2 separate regions of the Zea mays genome follow, and region 1 is linked to region 2. The links are chromatin contacts, called in public Hi-C maps. All regions are on one chromosome and are shown on one strand. Each heading gives the region's core, a stretch centred on a gene start, on an enhancer-like site or on the middle of the called end of the contact. The rest is flanking DNA. Distances are from core to core; before and after follow the strand shown. Region 1 holds the start of LOC100281161. Region 2 holds the start of LOC100285323 (thioredoxin-like 2).

The links. A called contact is a pair of places that touch in the nucleus more often than the background predicts.
Region 1: a Hi-C map of bundle sheath shows a contact between it and region 2, with 4 times the contacts expected there. The contact joins the promoter of LOC100281161 here to the promoter of LOC100285323 in region 2. A contact is called at or near these places in 15 of 25 Hi-C or Micro-C datasets (bundle sheath, ear, leaf and 5 more) and 2 of 3 datasets of contacts at active chromatin or transcription factors (leaf and seedling).

The regions. Positions count from the first base shown.
Region 1 is chr5:178,904,112-178,907,775 of Zm-B73-REFERENCE-NAM-5.0, forward strand. It overlaps LOC100281161, which reads right to left and starts at 1,279. Exons shown (of 5, transcript NM_001367785.1): 1 at 1,144-1,279; 2 at 960-1,029; 3 at 168-819. The coding sequence starts at 1,277.
Region 2 is chr5:178,756,167-178,759,843 of Zm-B73-REFERENCE-NAM-5.0, forward strand. LOC100285323 (thioredoxin-like 2) reads right to left here and starts at 1,679. Exons shown (of 3, transcript NM_001158216.2): 1 at 1,200-1,679; 2 at 917-1,095; 3 at 292-654. The coding sequence starts at 1,658. The coding sequence ends at 636. LOC100280394 (putative protein phosphatase 2C family protein) reads right to left here. Exons shown (of 9, transcript NM_001153317.1): 9 at 3,409-3,677. It also overlaps a transcript of LOC100303836 not described here.

The sequences.
Region 1 (3,664 bases), core at 29-2,528, 150 kb after region 2:
TGGTCCATCGATCTAGCTGTTAGCTAGCTAGTACTAGTACTAATCAGAGTTTTTTTTTGTGTGTGTGTGGAAGGAGATACTAATTGGAGATAATACCTTCTTAAACATGAGCATTAATATAAGATACAGTGTGATTAAGCTAGCGGTCGATCGCTATGGTACGGTACCTTTGACCTTGATGGCGGTGACGACGCGCACGAAGTGGTCGATCCGGAGCATGGACACGTCCTCGAACCACCAGTCCGGCGGCGGCACGGCCTGCCGGCTCGGGCTCGACTCCTTGGAGTCCCCGCCGCCGCCGCCGAGGTTCCACCGGGGGCTCGCCGTGCCGCCGCCGGCGCCTGCCCTGGTGGTCGGCATCGGCCTCCCCCCACCGCCGCCGGTGTAGGCCCAGCGCACGCCCCGCGGGTTGGCGCAGGCCTTCCAGGCGATGGACTCGCTGCAGCGGCGCACGATCTGCAGGTTCTCGGCCCAGGGCGAGAGGCCCTCGCAGGTCTTGAGCACCACGATGGAGTCCCGCCACGACGACAGCACCACGTAGCTGAGGAACGCCTCCGTCTTGAAGATGAGGTTGCCTTCCTCCAGCTCCTCCGTCATCTCCAGGTACTCGGCGGCGCAGCGCAGCCCCGAGATGTTGCCCGCCGTCAGGTCCACCGCCATGCCGTAGCAGAACCGCGCCGCCAGCTCGAACGAGTCCGCGCCGCCCGGGACGTCGTCCAGCTCCACCACCACCGCCGCCGCCGCGCCCGAGTCCGGGGCCGCCGCCGCCGTCTCGTAGATCACGCGGCTCATCCGCCCGCTCCGGGAGATCATCGGGTACTGCGGGCATCAGGGGTGCAGGCGCGCGCGCGTGCGCATGCATATATTGGATATGAATATGATCGTGTGGTTGCAGCTAGCACGACGTACGGGAACAATAAATTATGAAATAATTAACAAAGCCACTAGCAGCTAGCTACCTTGTGAAGGTGGAAGCTAACATCTCCAACTTTGACAAGCAAATCGCTGGGAATATCGCTGTTTACATACCTGCTCAAAATCATTCGCTCGGAACGGTGAACATCAACTTTAATTAATTAGCACTAAAATTATATACATGGATGAACGAAGTATATAGCTAGCTAGCTAGCTAGCTAGATGTACCAGGACTGGTCTCTTCGAACAAAGCCGTCGTTCTTGAGCGCTGCCTCGTACCGGCCCGAGGAGCCGCCGCCGCCGACAGGGACGAGCCCGCGCTCGCGCTCACCGGCATGGCAATCGCCCTCTGACTCCCACATCGTCTTCAATCGACGCTCGCCTCGCCTTGACTGAACGACTACAGAAGCTTGTGTGTGTGCGTGTATATAGCTCTCTCCGGGGTGCTCTCTCTCTCTCTCTCTCTATATGATATTCATGAAAAGAAATGGACAGACGAGCAAACTTGTCATTACTACTGCCTTCATTTGGTTCCAGATAAGAAGTCATTTTTTTAGTTAAAATATCTCTAATTTGACCAACACACTATAAAAATTGCATTGACAAAGGTCAAATCGGAGATACTTTAGCTTTCAAAAAATATTAAATGACTTATGATTTAGAAATTTAAATGGATTATAACTTAGAGTGGATGAAGTAAGGTAGTCCAATTTAAGAAACTAAAATGGTTACTTCATATGGAAACTGCGCGAGTGCACGCGGATGGGAGATGATGAATAAGCAGCAGCACTGCAGCAGGGTACTGCAGCCGTCCTGCTCTCGTTGTCGTTGCAACTGTGTATGTAGTACTCCCTCCCCTTCCTTGAAAATGTAGTTAAATTTTAAAGTATTTGATTTCGTAAAAGTACAAGATGTATACATGTTTTACGATGGTGGAAAGTAGGTGTTGATTTACGATTGACAATACCAGCAGCGGCTGATGCTGCTGCTAGCCACTCGCTATATGGCAGTGGAGAAGCGACTTCCATACAAAAGGAGCACTATTTTTTTTTGACAACGGGAAACCCCCTATTTCATTAAAAAATAGAAACCGATCACAGTTCTTACAAAATTCCCGACTTAACCAACAACTGCAAGCCGATAAGCCTACTACATTATCAGCTACGCAGTGTTATAAAATCCAACTGAAGGAACATAGCAAACCAGAAGTAATCTGAAAGACTAACAGTCATCTATGGAGATCAACTAGGGACAGTTCCCAAAAGCAGCCTGACCCGCCAATACCAGCGACGACTAAAGCTAGTTTTTATCTACCAAAGCAGATAAGCTGAATACATCCAAGAACAAAAAGATGCATAAGCAGCAGCAAAATGTCACTGGAGGCGTCTATCGACCGGCTTCCAACCATATATTTTAATTACATCATTTTTTATGATAGTAATCATGTTTAAGCTGCTTAACATGATTATTAGGTATTATTGTAGTACAAATATCATAAAAAATGATAAATAAATATTAAATAACTTGCTTATAATGTATAGGGGAATGGTTGAAGATGGAGAGGTCTAAGATGTAATAAGATATAATAGAAAGTATAGGTAAAGGGAGATGAATATGGGGAATAGCTCGTGATATAACCCGAGCTGGACTTCTACTCCCTCTGTCATAAAATAAATCTACATATCTCGCATTTGAAAACAGTTAAATAATCTAAACTTCGATCAAATATATGTTAAAACTATTAATATTCATGGTGCTAGCTATATAGTCACTATTGAATTAACGGCATCATATCTTTTATAGTAACGGACGTACAGATATCGATACTGATATCTATAAATATAATTAAAGTTGAGGTTGATTATTTTGTCGAAATATGAAATAAAGACTTTTTCTTTTTGAAGGGAGGCTAGCCAGCAATAGCAAGCAAGTAGAGGGTGGCCGGATGGATATAGGCCGGCGGGAGAGAGGAGAGGGGGAATAGGTGTGTATCTCGGTTGGTTGGTGCTGCTGATTATTGGATCTGGATCGTACGTCGCGCGAGCGAGTGCGGGCGCCGGTCGTCGATCGATCGTAGGCTCATAGGTTATGGGGCCGTGGTTCGTCGAGGAGCTAGCGATGGAGAGAGCACATGGGGTGTTTTGCTCTCGGCGTTGGACGACCTAGCGAGCTGCTCCTGATAGCACGTACTCGGATATGGTGGTCACCGCGCTCACCACCAGGCACCAGCTGCCTGCTTCTCCTCCTCGTCGTTACCTGCAGACAAATAGGTAGCCAGCAGATCGAGAGGTCTCGGATCAGCCGCTCTCCGGTATATGCGCTCCATCGCTAATCTGTTTAGCCTCCCAACAAGCAAGGATTATACATTGCTTCGCGCGCCTTGCTTCGTGCCATCATATGAATACAGTACCAAAATCCGACTCGAGTACTTTGCGCTTTACCGAGTGATAAAACAATTCTTTATTATATAAAGTTTATTCACTAATTTTAAAACATATAATTTTTACAACTTATAGCAAACAAGCAACCCTAACTTTTAGCAGCCTAAGTTATTTTCGATGGCCACGTGGAAACCGTTAGAAACGAGATGCTTAGTTTCATTGGTCATGTCTCAGCCACCAAAAATAATATTATTTTTGATGGCCACGTGGAAACCGTTAAAAACGAGATGCTTAGTTTTATTGGTCATGTCTCAGCCACCGAAAATAATATTATTTTTGATGGCCACGTGCTAGCCGTAAAAAAACGC
Region 2 (3,677 bases), core at 429-2,928:
TAGCAGCACTTGTATGGTTTTCGTCACTACCTACCTACCAGATGGTGTTTGTAATTTTATTCCCGAACAACTAAACGAATGTAGGTGTGTTATAAAAAAAAATTTATTTACGTTTAAAAGGAAAACAGTACTGGATCAACTGATCTTGTATAGCTTGACTTGACTGGATCCACGAGACCAATGAAGAACAGTTTCATTCTCAGTATCTGTATTTTTGAAGCGGCTGGAATCATAACTGTCTAATTATCAAACTTTCCGTATAATTAAACTATCAAGACTCATGCAAACCTCTCAAAAAATGTATTGATGTACTTTGTTATTTACTCTCCCGATATATCAAATTTTATAGGTTCTAATTTGCGTCCTGCACAGTTCCGTTCGAGATACGGCGTACAAGATAAGTGCTCATGTTTGATTCAGAAACTATACATCATCTCGTATTACAGATAGTGGTACATTGATCCAGATTCATGATATACTGCTGGTGGTAGCTCACACATCCCAAATGCTGGGATAGGTGTATAAACTCCAATCTCCAAACAATCCTGTGGTGCTGTTGTGCATGATATCTCTGATTCAGCAGGCTATCTGCACCCTCGAGGAAACTGATGTCCACCACTGGAGTGGAAATGGAATCACTCCTGCTGCTCTTCCCTGCGAGGGAAATGGAAATGTCAGCTCGACTCGAATTCTTACAACAGCTGCAAAAGCGTAGCGATGTGTTCATGTTCAGAGAGAGAGAAAATGCGTCCCTTCGATCGTTGATCGTTGATCGACACTTATCCACACTCAGCTACATATTCGGGGAAAAAAAAATCTTCACATCTTAGTCGTTGAGATCGTTGGTTCAAGATCGGGTTCTGAATTCTGATGGTATCTTTGTCAAATCAAAGCATATCAGAGAGTGGTGACTTACTCAGGTTCTGGTTCTGGCTCGACCGAGGTGTACTTCCGGATGACGGCAATGATCCTCTCCTTGTCCCTCGTTGGGAACGACTCCACCAGCACCCCGTCCACGTAGAAATGGAAGAGCGGCACGATCTTGATGCGCAGCCGGTCCGCCACCTCCGACTGCTCGTCGTACTCGTCGATCACCTGCACCATCCGCGGCGCGGCATTACCCCCAAATCAACCACGCGTGTTGCGTTGCATCCCGATTATATGCTGCACACAGCAATAGCCTGTGAGTGTGTACGGACGTTGTGCTTGAGGAATACGACGGGAGCGCCGTCGTCGCCGGACCCCTTGCAGAGGCGCGTGAAGGCCTTCTCGATGTACTTGCAGCTGCCGCAGGAGGGCCGGTAGAAGTCCACCACCACCAGAGCGCCCGTGGCCCTGGACCGGTTCAGGTGGCGCTGGAACTCCTCGTCCGTCTTGAACTCCGTCACGCAGTCCACGGGGCACAGCTCCTCCTCCTCCTCCACAGGGGGCAGGCCCGGGAGGGACCCGTTCGTACTCCCGCCCGCCGCTTCTCCTTCTCCTTCTTCGCTGCTGCTGCTGCTGCTCTCAGTCGCGGCGGCGGCCAAGCGGCGGCGCCGGCTGAGGGTGATCCTTGGAAAGGGAAGGAGGGTGGCGGTGGCGGGACGGGAGCGGGAGGCGGCGCTGGAGGGGAGGACGAAGACGGAGGAGCGGAGCGGGAGGAAGGAGGAGACGATCATGGCTGCATTCTAGTGGTACGTGTGCGTCGATAACTCGAGGGGCCTGTGGATATTGCTACTTTACAAAAACTTTTTTTTTTATTCTGGGTTCGAAGGGAGAAAAAGGACCTCCATGTGGCTGGATTTCTTTACAGGAACTCAGGAAGCAGATACGCCCTTTTTTGCACAATGGAATTTGGCAGACCTGTTGACATTGAAGCATTCAAGCATGGCTTGACTGTTGAATGTTTCGATTTGACAGAATTAGGGGTGTTTGAATGTACCAAAGCTAATAATTAGTGGATAAAATTAGTTAGAGACATCTAAACAGACTAGCTAATAATTTAATTTTTGACTAATTTTAATAAATTAGTTAATATTTAGCTAACTAATTCCATTAGCAATTTTTCAATCAACTAACTATTAGCTCTAGAGTATTAAAATGCTCATCACTCTAAAATGAGATTTCAAAATTTTACAAATATGATTTATTTTTAAGTATCTATGTCTATATACTCGATAAGCACCTATAGTGAAGAGTTTCTTTTGTCCTGCTTTTTTTATTTACTCAAACTCTTATTTAACCTAGACTTATAACCCATACTCTACGAGTTATAAAAACTCACGTCCATATTATATGATTAACCAAGTTATAACAACTCGCATATATCGATGTAGAGAATTTGATTTCATATGCGCTTTGTAAACTCATATGTGACTCAAACTCATGATATTCACTCAAAACAACTCGTCTATCGTGATAAGTAGTAAGTCCAATACATATTATTCCGTTACAATGCAAAGACACGTTTATTAGTAAAGTACAATTTTACTTTTTCTAAATGATACATTATAGACTTGTAGTAGATAGAAATTTTTTGCAGCCTTAGTTTTCATTTTGGTCATTAGTCTTCTGATGGAATAGAGACATGTTTGCATCATTCTGCATATGGAGTATTTTCGACTAAACTGCGTACACTATATTGGTATGTCTCCAACATCTTACTTATCTTATCTCTCAAACTTTACTCTATAAACAGTATAATCTACATTACAAAACAGTATTTTACAGTTTACACGAACATACACAATCTTCTAGAGACAGCCTTAAGCATACTTTTGGCTGGGGAATCTCTCGTGCAGAAACATTTTTCATACTCAGAACTATAAGACATTATTACAAATTATAAAATAAAGAGTAAAATACATTGTCGGCCCCTAAACTTATAGTGTTATATCATCCCGATCCCTAAACTCTAGAAGTACACGGTTAAAGTCTCCAAACTTAAAGTTGTATCTCCAAACTCTTAACATACATATTTCTAATCCCTATACTTCTAGGTTGTGTATCGTCTAGGTACATAAAATTGTTTTTACTGTTATCACAGATTCAAATAGTTTTGACTTTTGATTACACTAAAAATAAATTTAGAATTTAGAGACCTAAATGACACAACCATACAAGTATAAGAATTGAAATGTGCATATTAAAAGTTTAGAGATAAGGACGATGCAATTTCACAAATTTAAAGACTTTAAATGTGCACTTTGAAAGTTTTAGGACTGGAATGACATAACGCTACAAGTTTAGAGTGTATTTTACTCTAAAATAAAATATACAAAAAGGGTCAGTGACACTTCGAGTGACTCAAGCAAGTCTACCATCCACATTTATTAGAACAATTTCTTTCCTCCAATTGAGACACCAATTGATTTTCATCCAAGTAATGACGAAACAGATCTGTCTTGTTAGCAAGATTTTGTACATTGTACATGACAACTAATGTCTTACTGATGAATCACAGCTGCTTGAAAGAATATTTTAGATGACAATTACATTGGTGTCAGCGAAGGCTGGACCTCAGCAGGACTGATAATACTAAGGTCTCTAGCCATAAATTAAGGCTAGCTCGAACGGGGAAGAATTGATGTAAGCGCCTAGTTCTAATTCAGAAACAGTGCCATAGCTATTTGTCAGAACTCTATAAGAAGATCGTCGCAGCAATGGACCTTAGAATATACAAGCCATATCATTTTGGC